4 separate regions of the Mus musculus genome follow, and regions 1, 2 and 4 are each linked to region 3. The links are chromatin contacts, called in public HiChIP or PLAC-seq and promoter capture Hi-C maps. All regions are on one chromosome and are shown on one strand. Each heading gives the region's core, a stretch centred on a gene start, on an enhancer-like site or on the middle of the called end of the contact. The rest is flanking DNA. Distances are from core to core; before and after follow the strand shown. Region 1 holds the start of Brca1 (breast cancer 1, early onset). Region 2 holds the start of P3h4 (prolyl 3-hydroxylase family member 4 (non-enzymatic)). Region 3 holds the start of Atp6v0a1 (ATPase, H+ transporting, lysosomal V0 subunit A1). Region 4 holds the start of Jup (junction plakoglobin).

Region 1 (3,123 bases), core at 442-2,941, 540 kb before region 3:
TCAGGTAGCTGGGCCTAAGCCTGCACTTTCCTAAATGGCACTGTAAACTCATACCTATTGACTCACGTTCATGTGGCTAAGTCAGCTTTTCCTCACGTGATTATTTTTCAACCCCGACAAATAATTTTAATAAAGCCAATTTGGGAATCTGAACTTCATTTTCTATACCAGAAGCTGGCACAAGCAACCTGAGTTTTAAAATGTGTCATCTGAAAGGTGGGTGTTTGACATAACGGGAAAAACGATGCCTTTCTAATTTGGAAGGTCCTAGCTCAAGATATCTTCCTTCAATAGAGCCTTAAAAATAGGAAAGGGACAGAATGAGGAAGATGTATGTCCTTTCTTGTCGCAGACTTAATCCCAGTCTTCCAGTAATGGTTTCCCGGAACTCCATGTCCCCAGGACAGTGAGTGTCACCACCATCGAAGCCCTCTTTATGTTCTGGGGGGGATCGAGACCTTTTCTTAGCAGAAACTGGCCCTTCTAAGCCATGAACTGTCTCCCTCAGGCAGTATCCACCCCCCACTATCGATGACAACCCAAGCGACTCCCTCATCTGGTCACTGAAAAGACTGGCTGCCCCTGAACACGGAAAGTCACTCCTCTTTGCAAGATTTTCCCCTTGAACTTCCCCGAGCACTCTAAGAACGGCGTGCCCCTACTTCTAGGTAACAGTGGTAGCTTCCTTACCAGCTTTCCGCCCACGGGGGGCGCTTGCCAGTGGCCAGTGCAAGGACCGTTCGCGGCCAGCTCGCCTGCTATCCCTGCGGGGTGAATCTAACATGGCGGACAGAGACCGGGCCTAGTCCCATGTTTCCCGGAGTTTTCCACAAGATGATTGGCTCTTTCTATCTGCCCCTCAAAATAACCTCTCTACCGATTGGTCAGTGCTGCGTTGGCAAGGGAGGGACAGAAGCTCTCTGAACCGCATAACAATAACAAACACCCAGGCCGAGGGGCGGAACTAGCGCGCAGAAGTCAGCTGGTTGGATTTCCCTTTCCCAAGCCGATTGGCCACCCTCTGCTTTTCCCAGGTCACTGACATTGGCGGACTAGTTACCCGAGAATCGCGGGGCTGGACGGGAATTGTAGTCTTCCTGGAACCCACAGCTCCTTTTAGTCTATTTTCTGTGCACAAAACACGAACACAGAACGCTGCGATTCATAGCAGCTAAGACGCATAACTGCGAGGAGGTCTCCGCTGTACCGACTGGGTTCCTGTGGTACTCGTGCCTGCTTCCGGTGTGAGAAGCTCTTTTCCCGTAAGACTACACTTTCCAAGAGATGCTGTGGAGAAGGCCTTTCGTTCCGCAATGCATGCTGGAATTGGTAGTTCTTCTTACACAAGTCTCTTATTTACCGAAACTGGAGACTTCCATGGCAGGAAGGCTGAGGGAGGGATGAGACCTCGTTTTGCAACTGCTTTGGGCACTACCTTGCGCTCATATTCCGGCCTCAGGGAGCGATTCCCACCCTTTGTACAGAACTACTGTGACGTAATAAGCAGGCGTAGATGCGAAGGGGCTGCCTAAGAGAAACCTCGAAATTCTTTCTCTTCCGTCTCTTTCTAGTGACGACATACAGGAAAAAAAAAGACTAGGTAGCCAATCGCAAACCCAGAAACAGTTTCAGCACCCCCCCCCCCCAACTCGCTCCTCCCTTCCCTTCCGCTGACGTGTCTGGATCTTGTGTTCCGAAAGGCTAGCGCTAGGCGCCAAGCGGCCGGTTTCCTTGGCGACGGAGAGCGCGGGAATTTTAGATAGATTGTAATTGCGGCTGCGCGGCCGCTGCCCGTGCAGCCAGAGGATCCAGCACCTCTCTTGGGGCTTCTCCGTCCTCGGCGCTTGGAAGTACGGATCTTTTTTCTCGGAGAAAAGGTGAGACAGCCCTGAGGAACAGAAAGGGTACCCCGGAATACTCATATGAAAGGCAGGAAGCTGCTGGTGGAGACGGGTGTTTACTGATTAGGAAAGTACCTGGGGCGGAACCAAAGGGTCCCAGACGTTTTCAAACAGGACTCTTGGGAAGGGTGCAGTTTGTGCATTCCCGGGGGCAGCTGTGAGGAAGAGGGCAAAGGATCTACGAGGGGGAGTTCTGGCTGTAATCGTATCTTGAAGGTTGTATACGGATGCGGGCTAAAGGATGAGAGGAAAGGCGGGCAGAAGTGTGGCAGGGAAGAGGGGGGAAAAACGGAGTTTGTGGAGGGAAACTCCTGAAGAACTAGACCCGAGTACATTTCACAGAAGGTTCTAGAAGGGAAGTACATAAGGGAATGGCAATAGTAATGAATGCTGTTGGCAGAGAAGACGTGTTTAAAGAGAGCCTTAACAGGGAAACATCCAGAAGAGGTAGGGTGGAGACGCTTTAGCAGTTTTTAAGTGTTCCTTTTGGCGACTTTTAAAATAATATGTGTGCTTCTTTTTTGTTTGGTTGGTTAGCGTTTATGTTGGTGGTTTGGTTTGGTTTGGTTTTGGCTTTTGTGTAGCCTTGGCTGTCCTGGAACTAGCTCTATAGACCAGGCTGGCCTCGAATTCACAGAGATCCACCTGCCTCTGCCTCCTGAATGCTGGGTAGTTGATTAGTTTTGAGACAGAGTCTAGTCTCATTTATATTAGCTCTGGCTGGCTTGGAGCTGTGTATAATAGAACAGGCTGGTCTTAAACACTCCTCCACCTGCCCCTGTCTCTGGGGAGGAGGGGGTCAAAGATATCCACTACCATTCTCAGCTAGTTTTAGAGTTTGTGAGACAGGGCCTTCTGTAATTGGGTTGTGTAGCTCTAGGTGACCTTGAACTCTATCCTCCTGCCTGTACTTCCTGAATGCTGAAAGTACAGGTTGAAACAACCATATCTGATCTTTTGGCCTCCCCAAACTAGCCCAAAAAGACTGCTGAACTTCTGAGTCCAAGCCATCCTCCTCCTTCAACTTCTCCAGTCCCTGAAACTATAGGTATGACACCACTGGTTTTGATTCTAAGCAAGAAAAAGAACACCAGACTCTGGGGAAAGTTCATATATATATCACTTCTGTCCAGTCACTCCATTTTAGCTTTTTTTTTTTTCCTTGAAGAAAGGAAGTGACCCAAGGAAGGCTTTCATATCAAAGAGTAGAGAATTTAGATTG
Region 2 (3,235 bases), core at 86-2,585, 590 kb after region 3:
AGTCCGGGAGTGCCCAAGCTCTTACCTGGAGTCAAACTTTTTCCCGTCTTCGAAAGTGCCATTGTAGTGGTAACGCACAAAATCCCCCATCTGCACTTCTCGGGGACAGGCCCGAGGGATGTGGTATCTCTCGATGACCACATCTTCCAAGGGGGCTCCGGCCGGGCTGGCACGGCCCAGTCCCCTCTCCAAGGTCTGTAGAAGCAACAGCAACGGCAGTATGCGGAGCCGATGGAGGGTGTGGCTGGAGGACCCCACAAGGAACATGGTGCCCAGACCAGGGACGCCGGCAGTGAGAGCGGACGCCAGCCGCTAGCCTCCTTCCCCCTCCTCTCAGAGCTGACTCCCCCCCTTCCTGTCCTCTCTCCCCACCCCGCCCTGGCGGGTCCACGTGGAATGGGGGCTGGGGAGAATGAGCTGGCCGGGCAGGGTGATGTTTTATGGTGAACTAGGAGGTGGGGGCCAGGTTGAGAGTCTCTGGAGTCCAAGGAATTTGCCACAAAGATCTCTGAGTCTCCCTCCCCCAAAACTCCATCCGGGACTGAGACCCGGGGCCTGGCCCAGAGGGAGGTTCGGGAAAGATGAGAAGTTGGAGTGGACTTCCAAAATGAAAAAGTTTTTTCCAGAGTCTCTGGGTCCTAAAGCCTGTTGGAGGAATCTCTAGCTTTCCCTGGCACCCCAAATCTAGGCCCCTTCTGGTGCAGGTGAGGCTGTAATCTGAGGGCTATTTCAGTTCTACACACACACACACACACACACACACACACACACACACCCGCCCCAACTCTCCTCCCGCGAAAGGTTAGAGGAAAGGGGGGTTAGGGAGAATGTTCTCTAGGTGAAAGGTTGTTTTGTCCTGCAAAAGCCTGGCTGCACTGAAGACACAGGAATCTTGCTCCGGCGGGAGGCTGATGGTGTCAGTGCTAGGTGTGCGGGGTAACAAGAGGTGTGTACGCCTCGACGTCAGCGCGGGTGTTTACCGGGCCACCTAGGGGGAGCAGAGGAGACTCGAGGAGAAAAAGACCAGATTATGTGACTTCGTCCACTTTGCCTACGCAAAGGACAGAGGTGGCACTTAAGGGGGGGGGGGGGGACGACACTGCTGTGGGGAGGGGCTTTCTGGGCGTGAAACGTAGCCCCACCCACCCGTGTCTGCCAGGGAGGGCCAGTGGTGGTGTAAGCATTGCTAGTGGTCGAGGGCCAGCCCACGTAGTGGACTCGAGCGTCAACTGACGGTCCTAGAGAGGCATTCCAGCCTCCCGGCTCTAGCCTAGGGCCCGGCGCTAAGACCCAGCAGGAGCTCCGGGGGTTGGGGGTGGGCTGGGCTGGAGCCCGAGCTGGCTGGAGCCCGACGGTCGCCGGCTGCTCCGTAAGCCTCCGGGCGCGGTGCGGGCATGGCTCGCGGGGCGTGGGGGCTGCTGTGGCTGCTGCTGGGCAGCGCCGGGGCCCAGTACGAGAAATACAGCTTCCGAGGATTCCCTCCGGAGGACCTGATGCCACTGGCCACGGCCTACGGCCACGCTCTGGAGCAATACGAAGGCGAAAGCTGGCGCGAGAGCGCGCGCTACCTGGAGGCGGCGCTGCGGCTGCACCGGCTGCTGCGCGACAGCGAGGCCTTCTGCCACGCCAACTGTAGTGGCCCCGCCACCTCTCAGCCTCGGCCCGCGTCCGGCCCGGACGGCGACCACGACGGCGATGGCGAGGACTGGGCTCGCGAGCTGCGGCTCTTCGGTCACGTCCTGGAGCGCGCCGCCTGCCTGCGGCGCTGCAAGAAGACGCTGCCCGCCTTTCAAGTCCCTTACCCACCGCGGCAGCTGCTGCGCGACTTCCAGAGCCGCCTGCCCTATCAGTACCTGCACTACGCGCACTTCAAGGTGGGCGCGGCCGGGGCCGCCGTCGAGTTTCCCTAGAACGTGAGGCCCGCGGTGCGTCCGAGGCCCCCACTGACCCACTCCCCACGCTCCTCACCAGGCGAACCGACTGGAGAAGGCGGTGGCTGCGGCCTACACCTTCCTCCAGAGGAACCCCAAGCACGAGCTGACCGCCAAGTATCTCAACTACTACAGGGGGATGCTGGATATTGGAGATGAGTCCCTCACCGACCTGGAGGCCCAGCCCTACGAGGTGTGGAGAGAGTGGGAGGGATGGCTAGCCTTGGTACACCTTCCTACAACCTCTTCACCCAACACACACACACACACACACACACACACACACACCTTATGAGCCTTCGGGGTCTTCTTGACTACCCCCGCCATGCACCTCTCCAGGCTGTGTTCCTCCGGGCTGTGAAACTTTACAACAGCGGGGACTTTCGCAGCAGCACAGAAGACATGGAGCGGGCCCTGGCTGAATATATGACGGTCTTTGCTCGGTGTCTAGCTGGCTGTGAGGGGGCCCACGAGCAGGTAGACTTCAAGGACTTCTACCCAGCGATAGCAGGTATATACCATTCAGACCACTGTGAGGTATCCCTCACCCACAGTGCCCTGGCTTCCCAGGCCTTCTAAGGCCTCTTAATGCGTGGCTATGTCCGGTGACCGCATTCAACAGGTCTAGCAAAGTGCTCCAAAGCTACACACGAGTCAGGCCTTTTCTGTCTCCAGTCTGATGAGAGAAATGCTGGTATACATAGCAAATTCTGGGTCAGCTATATAGAGAAATAGATTGCCTCAAAAAACAAAAGAACAGGGCACGGTGGCACAGGCCTTTAATCCCAGCACTCAGGAGGCAGAAGTAGACTGATCTCTGTGAGTCCAATGCCAGCCTGGTCTACAGAGTGAGTTCCTGGGCAACTGAAGCTTTATAGACCTTGTCTCGAACAACAACGGAGATGAGGAATTGACTCCAGGCAGGTGTGTGCAGAAAGCAGGGCTGGGTGGAGGAACCACAGCTAGTCTTTGGATCCGTGACCACAAGGCCCTTCAAGGGAGGTAGCGGTGAGGCAGAAAGAACTATTATCAGGACCCCTATTCTCCCAGAACACACACTCTCTCTCTCTCTCTGTCTCTCTCTCTCTCTCTCATGTCAGACAGGGATTCGGTTACGGGGCAGTAGGAAACAAGTGCTTCTTTGCCTGCACAATATACTGTGTGACAAGCATTTCATACATGTTAACCCAGGAACTCTGGACAAGGAAAGCAGGCTCCATAGCAGATCTTGGTCTCCACCAGGGATCAGGGTTAGCACACATCGCTTCCTAACGGCTGCATCCTTCCTAGATCTCTTCGCAGAA
Region 3 (3,017 bases), core at 320-2,819:
TCTTATATAAAAGATGTGACTAGCTGTGACTGCTTCCCCTCTCACTGACAATGCCCACTTCCAACATCTAAAATGTCCAGCACTATCTGAAAGCTATGGCTAAAAGGATCAAGCTTCCAAACTCCTGGGAAAACAGTATTCCTCTTCTAAGGAACTCCAACATATTAACATCATTTTAAAAAAAGACAAAGGAGCCCACACAGCTTAATTTCAATTCAGGCATGACAGGAAAACGTTGGTAATGACAAAGCACTTTTAACAAGCCGGAGGAAAAGCCTTCCACCTCTGCAGCTTCCTGCGACTCATCCCCATCCTCAAAGACAACTGCCTTCTTCTATCTGTCAAGTCTCTCCTAGGAGCCTGAAGGCTTCCGTTCAGGTCAGCAGCTGGCGCTATCAGTGGTACTGAAAATGCAATTATTTATTCGCGATAAGCTCCCCGCTCAGCTTCGGTACAGCAGCATCTGCAGTATCTATCCTCAACAGATCATCATGCACTGCATCACTTTTAATGTCGTAACGTCATGCAAATTCCATGTTAATCGATAGATAAGACTGATGTTTCCGAGAAGATTTGCCCTTCGGGAAGGCAGGAAGACATTTTGAGGAACCCGAAAAACAAATCCTTTCGGCATTAGGTGTTCAAGGAGAGCAAAATAACACACTCGACTAAAAGCAAGCATTTCTCAAGAGATTATGTGGGTTGACTTAAGAATATGAATCACCCACATAAGCTATAACCAGTCCTTTCCACCTTGAACGAGGATAGATGCCACAACCTCAAAATAAATGAAATCATGTCTGACAGGCATAGCTGACAGGGCTGACAGGGCTGACAGCCTCCAGTGAGTTACCGCCCTCCTCCTGTTCCTTCATGATTACAGGCCTCTCCAAGACTATCTCTACCCCCACTGAAACCAAACACAATACGAATTTGGAAAAGCGGTTTCCAGGGGTCGCGAAATGAAGTACGAAGAAAGTAATTCTGCAAAAGGGTGATCCAAACCCAAGGTCCTCCCAGGAGGACTCTCGCTCGGATTCTCCAATCCTCCCTTTCTAGCAGGGAGCATTTGTCGTTCACCTCTTCGTTTCTAAGCTGCACAGTGAGAGCGCAGAAATTTTCTGGACCAGGCATAACCTGTCTCCTGGTTAGGGAAGAAATCCCCAAATTGTAAGACCCTTTAAGAAATCCCCCCAGATCACTCTGCCTATCCGATCTCTTCTGTCCTTTCGCCTCCTCCTCTCCCGGGTCATTCCTGAGCAGTGGCCCTCCAGTTCCTCTGCCCACAGGAAGGGTGTCCGAAGAGGGAGATGAGCCCCCCATATTTTTCTCAGAGACCTAAGATCCTGGCTAATTCTTCTGACAAGCATCCGAGGTATCCGAGTGCGCTCCACGTCCCCTCGAAAGCCACTCGGGGAAGCGCTCTTTCTACAACCCCAGCTCACCTCTCGCCGGCTCCGCCGCCGCCGCGACCGCAGCCGCCGCAGCAAAGCGACCCCGGCTCAGGCTGAGCAGAGTCGCCGACCAGCGTACGCAAGCAAGGCTCCGCCCCCACGCCACCGTCGAGTCCCGCCCCCGAGATGATTTCATCTCAGTTGACCAATAGGATGCTGCCTCTCCCCTGCTGCCGCAGTGCAGAGTCTATGGGGCTCGGGCGAGTCCTGGTGTGCAGTCGCCATCTTTGTTCCGGCGTTGTGATTTCTATCCCAGTTTGGAAGTCATCTGGGCTGGGCGTGTGACTTTTGAAGTGTTTGCCTTTTGAGCCCATCAGAATCCTTTCTCTCTATTATCCTCGGAGCAAGGTTACCTGCCATCTCTACTTTCCAGAGAACCAATTCACAACTTTTTCTTGGAGAAAGCAGCATGAAAGAAATGGGCACATTATAGAATGATCTGAGAGCTTGAAGGGAGCCTCAAAGCTAGTCTTCTTTACGTATACGCATCCTATGTCGTTCTTAGACCTCTGAAAATATTTGAGCCCCAGACTGGAGAGCGACTTAAGATAAGTCCTATATTAGAGACATAGGATCTCGTCCACTTACAAAGTATCGGATTCATTCTTCCAGCAGCTACCTAGGATTTACACTTATCCAAATTGGAAAAAAAAAAAAAATCCCCGGAAGACCACATGTTGACAAAGTAATTATTTTTATCTTGCTTACTAGGTTTCTGTGAACCCATCTGACCACGTAGGAGTTTTCAGTTCCTCATATATCTTTTGAATGCAAAATAATACCTACCTTTTTTTTTTAAAGCTCCTTTTCTAAATATTGATAGAGTCCTTTCCCCCCAATTAAAGAAGAGTAGGGAGTCAGCAGAAACATCAGGAGGAACTTGGAGAACTGGTCAGTCAGTCTCTGTGGGTGGCGGAACTCATTGAGATTCAAGTGTAGTGAAGGAGGTATTTCGGATTTAAAAAAAAAAAAAAAAGCAACTTGTACTGATAATTTTTATCTGCTTGGCAGAAGTATTACAAAACGTGTTTTGTGAGCCCGAACAAAATGATGGACACAGTGAACATTTTATTTGAATTTTTCTACTGCACATGGTAATTGAAGGTATTGCTTCATTACAATTCTCTCGAGAAGCAGCATTTCTGAGACCTAGGCTTTACGGTTTTCACATTCTGAAGCTCCTTCTACAGGCAGGGACCCACAATTGAAATCCTGCCAAGTATTTCACAATGACTGTCACTTCCTTCCTCGTAGACTTAGAAAAAAAAAGCTAACCTCAGAGTCAGCTGCTTCCTAACCGCAAACAAGTGTTTCATACACTACCTGTAAGAAAGCCTATCCCGGACTATAGTTCACTTGAGTTGTTTCTACACCCCACGCCGTGGTTTCCCTGAAAGTACATCCTCTTAGAGGTCCAATAATAATAATAATAATAATAATAATAATAGTTATTATGGAGGTCAGAGAACAACTTAGTGGGAGTTGGTTCTCTTTAACCCCGAGTTACCCAGGAATTGAACTTGGGCATCAGGCTTGTCTGAAATACTTTAACCTGTTAAGCTA
Region 4 (2,907 bases), core at 168-2,667, 610 kb after region 3:
TTTCTCCCTGGAGCAGTATCCAGCCCCCCCCCGCCCCACCCCCAAAACACACTGACCCTTCTGCTCTGGGACTTGAAAGAAGGTGTCGGCCCAGGCGTGGTGGCGCACGCCTTTAATCCCAGCACTCGGGAGGCAGAGGCAGGTGGATTTCTGGGTTCGAGGCCAGCCTGGTCTACAAAGTGAGTTCCAGGATAGCCAGGGCTATACAGAGAAACTCTGTCTGGAAAAACAAAAACAAAAACAAAAACAAAAAAAAAAAAAAAAGAAAGAAGGTGTCGGAGTTTAGAGTGTACCATATTTCCTAGTCTTGTGATCTCTTTGGAGCGTAGTTTTAAAATCGCATTACATTTTATTTACTTTTATGTGTGTGGCACTTGTGCCAAGGCGGGAGATCAGAGGACAGAGGACAACCTGTGAGACTTGGCTGTTGTCTCCCTCCATGAGGTATCAGACTCGGGTGGTCACATCTGCACAACTGAGGCACCACACAAGCCCATTAAAAATATTCTTTTAACATGGATCATTTCGATCCCACTTTGAAGACCAGGCTGGCCTCTTAACTCACAGAGATCTGCCTGCCTCTGCCTCCTCGAGTGCCACCACTGCCTGGCTGCTCCAGCACTTTTTAAGAACTGTCTCGAACTGAGACAGTTTAAATACTGACATTCCTCAGCTGTTTAAGTGCTACTACAAAGCTTATTTCATTTAATCTCTCCAACCTAAGATAGATAAAGCTAATGAACCCACTTTACAGAAGAGATACAGGGTGAAAGGTACACTAACTAGCCTAAGGTCATACAAAGATTAAGGGGAGAACCCAAACCCAGGCCTGCTAATTCTAAACAGAAGGGATCAGGGAACACTCCATCTTTTGTAGGGGGGAGAAAATCCCAACCCAGCACAAAGCCTATGAAATGCTTTACAAACATCTTATTACTACGTTGAGGCAAGAATGAATAAGCCTGACGCTGAGTTGGCTGGCTAGTGAAGGCGTCAGTCCTTTCCCATGCCTCCCCCTGACTCACCTGTTGGACAGGTAGGGGGGGAAGGGGAGAATAATGAGTCTTACCTGCTCAGGGCTAGGGTGGGGCAAGTCACGCCCCACCTGATCCATTGGCTTTTTCCTTAGTCTTACTGACAGCCCTCTGTCCAATCATAAAGAAGAAACTTTCTATTTGCCAATAGATGCAGAGTGAGGATGAGACCTCAAGTTGGCGTCCACCCCAGAGTCGAGTGGCAGTCCCTGGGGCCAATGGTGAGCGCATAAACAGAGGCGGCCGTGGTAGAGGTCCCGGCGCGAGGCTCCGCCCCTCGATGGGATAGTCAGGCTGGGCAGCCAGTGAGATAGCCTCAGAGGGTGGGAGTCTCCCTAGGGGGCGGAGCTTCGAGGGGGCGAGAGGTGTGGCTTGGCTGTCAGGTCCCTTTGCCTTTTGTTCGGTTACTGAGTTGCTGCCTTGGCCAGAGTCCGGAGCAGCCGCCGCCCGAGTGCGCCGAGCTCAGTTCGCTGCCCGCGCCGGCTCCCTCCCGGCCAGACCCGACCCCGATTCGGCTCAGCCCGGCTCCACGCTCAGGTACACCCGATCGGGGTACGAATCACTGTGGGAGAGTAGGGACAGCAAGCGGCCGGGAGGCTGGTTCCAGCGGTTTCAGGGCAGGTGAGGGCGGGTGTCAGGGAGCGCATCCTACACCAGCGACAGGGGGCGCGCTGGGGTCCGGGGCGCGGGACCCTTGGGACAAGCAATCTGGGTTGGAGCGCCCCTCCAGGCTCGGTGAACCGCAGGTCTGAGAAGGGTGGGGAGGAACTAGGGCAGGTGCCTCGGAGTTCGCGCCTCCCCCAGGGCCCCAGAGCTCGCCTAACACGGCGTCCCTGACTCTCCCCTGGAGCTGACCGAGCAGACTTTGACCCGCTCCGCCTGGTCCCGGAGCTCACGGTGACAGGAATTTACCGTTTGGGAAACTTGCTGCCTAGTCTCTTTGGGGCCACCCTCACCGCACCCCACGCGTCATCCTCGCTTTCTCTCCCTCCCTCCCTACTCCCCCAGGCCTGGGTGGGGCCCTATTGTCTGCGCCCAGCTTTCCAAACTGTGGGGGCCGAGTGCACATTTTCCCAGGGACGCAATTCCCACCTGCTGAGCAGAGCAGGTGAGCGCTTGGAAGACGGAGGCCCTGCCCTGCAGCTCCGAGCTGGACCTGTGGCGCCTCCCTCCGCTCTAGTGTACGCCGGTCAATGCCTTCTCCTACGGAGGTGGGATAGGGTGACTGGGGAACTGGTGAAGGGTCTGGGCTGAGTGCCCTACCGATGTCTGACACTGGTGGCTTGGCCTGGAGTCTGGGCCGGTAGAGAAAATTTAAGAAGCACTCGCCCAGTTTTTAGTAGCTGTGGTTTCCAGAGTGTTGATAGGGAAACAGCAATATCTTTTGATTTCTGCAACCCATTCTTGTTGAGAAATCACTCCAAACAAACTTTCCAGGAGAAAGTAACCATGGGAGCCTTTTCTAGGATTTTTCTAGTCTCCTTGTTGAGAGCTGATTCTAGGCTTGGTGGTACTTCTTGGAGGAAAACCCCTTCCCCCAGTCAGCTCCAAGCTGAACGTAGCCAGTGTGTGCGCTTTGACCCTGTTCTCCCTGCCCCCAACTCCATCCTGTTTGCCAGGCCCCTAAGGCCTGAGGTAGGGACCAATGGGGGTGGGGTGGGGGCGTTGCTGAAAGGGGAAGTGTCTTCTTCCTTCCCCCTCCTCCGGAGACCATCACACCCCCTTATATGAGGCCTGCTAAGTATCTGTCCTCCCAAGCTCTGCCCCTTCCCCAGGAATGGGGTTGGGACAGGGCTGGGCCAAGCTAGGAAGATGAGGAAGAGTGATTAGTCTTTCCCTAACTCCCCCATTCCATCCCCGATTTTATTTAGCT

What was found. Promoter capture Hi-C pulls out the DNA fragments that hold promoters and counts their contacts. HiChIP or PLAC-seq counts read pairs in DNA pulled down with a chosen protein or histone mark.
Region 1: a promoter capture Hi-C map of liver shows a contact between it and region 3, with 2.8 times the contacts expected there. The contact joins the promoter of Brca1 here to the promoter of Atp6v0a1 in region 3. A contact is called at or near these places in 3 of 39 promoter capture datasets (erythroid cells, liver and pre-B cells) and 1 of 115 datasets of contacts at active chromatin or transcription factors (pancreatic cancer cells).
Region 2: a contact with region 3 is called in a promoter capture Hi-C map of liver, with 4 times the contacts expected there. The contact joins the promoter of P3h4 here to the promoter of Atp6v0a1 in region 3. A contact is called at or near these places in 2 of 39 promoter capture datasets (liver and pre-B cells), 2 of 115 datasets of contacts at active chromatin or transcription factors (extraembryonic endoderm stem cells and pancreatic cancer cells) and 2 of 9 other capture datasets (adipose tissue and liver).
Region 4: an H3K27ac HiChIP or PLAC-seq map of heart atrium shows a contact between it and region 3, with 5 read pairs. The contact joins the promoter of Jup here to the promoter of Atp6v0a1 in region 3. A contact is called at or near these places in 4 of 39 promoter capture datasets (hippocampal neurons, liver and pre-B cells), 3 of 115 datasets of contacts at active chromatin or transcription factors (extraembryonic endoderm stem cells, heart atrium and microglia) and 2 of 9 other capture datasets (adipose tissue and liver).

Annotation. Positions count from the first base shown.
Region 1 is chr11:101,550,523-101,553,645 of GRCm38.p6, reverse strand. Brca1 (breast cancer 1, early onset) reads left to right here and starts at 1,691. Exons shown (of 23, transcript NM_009764.3): 1 at 1,691-1,877. It overlaps Nbr1 (NBR1, autophagy cargo receptor), which reads right to left and starts at 992. Exons shown (of 24, transcript NM_008676.3): 1 at 691-992.
Region 2 is chr11:100,412,816-100,416,050 of GRCm38.p6, reverse strand. It overlaps P3h4 (prolyl 3-hydroxylase family member 4 (non-enzymatic)), which reads left to right and starts at 1,335. Exons shown (of 8, transcript NM_176830.3): 1 at 1,335-1,874; 2 at 1,972-2,124; 3 at 2,271-2,442; 4 at 3,222-3,235. The coding sequence starts at 1,395. Fkbp10 (FK506 binding protein 10) reads right to left here and starts at 357. Exons shown (of 10, transcript NM_010221.2): 1 at 26-357. The coding sequence starts at 267.
Region 3 is chr11:101,007,993-101,011,009 of GRCm38.p6, reverse strand. It overlaps Atp6v0a1 (ATPase, H+ transporting, lysosomal V0 subunit A1), which reads right to left and starts at 1,569. Exons shown (of 22, transcript NM_016920.4): 1 at 1,446-1,569.
Region 4 is chr11:100,396,300-100,399,206 of GRCm38.p6, reverse strand. Jup (junction plakoglobin) reads left to right here and starts at 1,417. Exons shown (of 14, transcript NM_010593.2): 1 at 1,417-1,571. Gm12348 (predicted gene 12348) reads right to left here and starts at 1,091. Exons shown (of 4, transcript NR_132425.1): 1 at 1,070-1,091.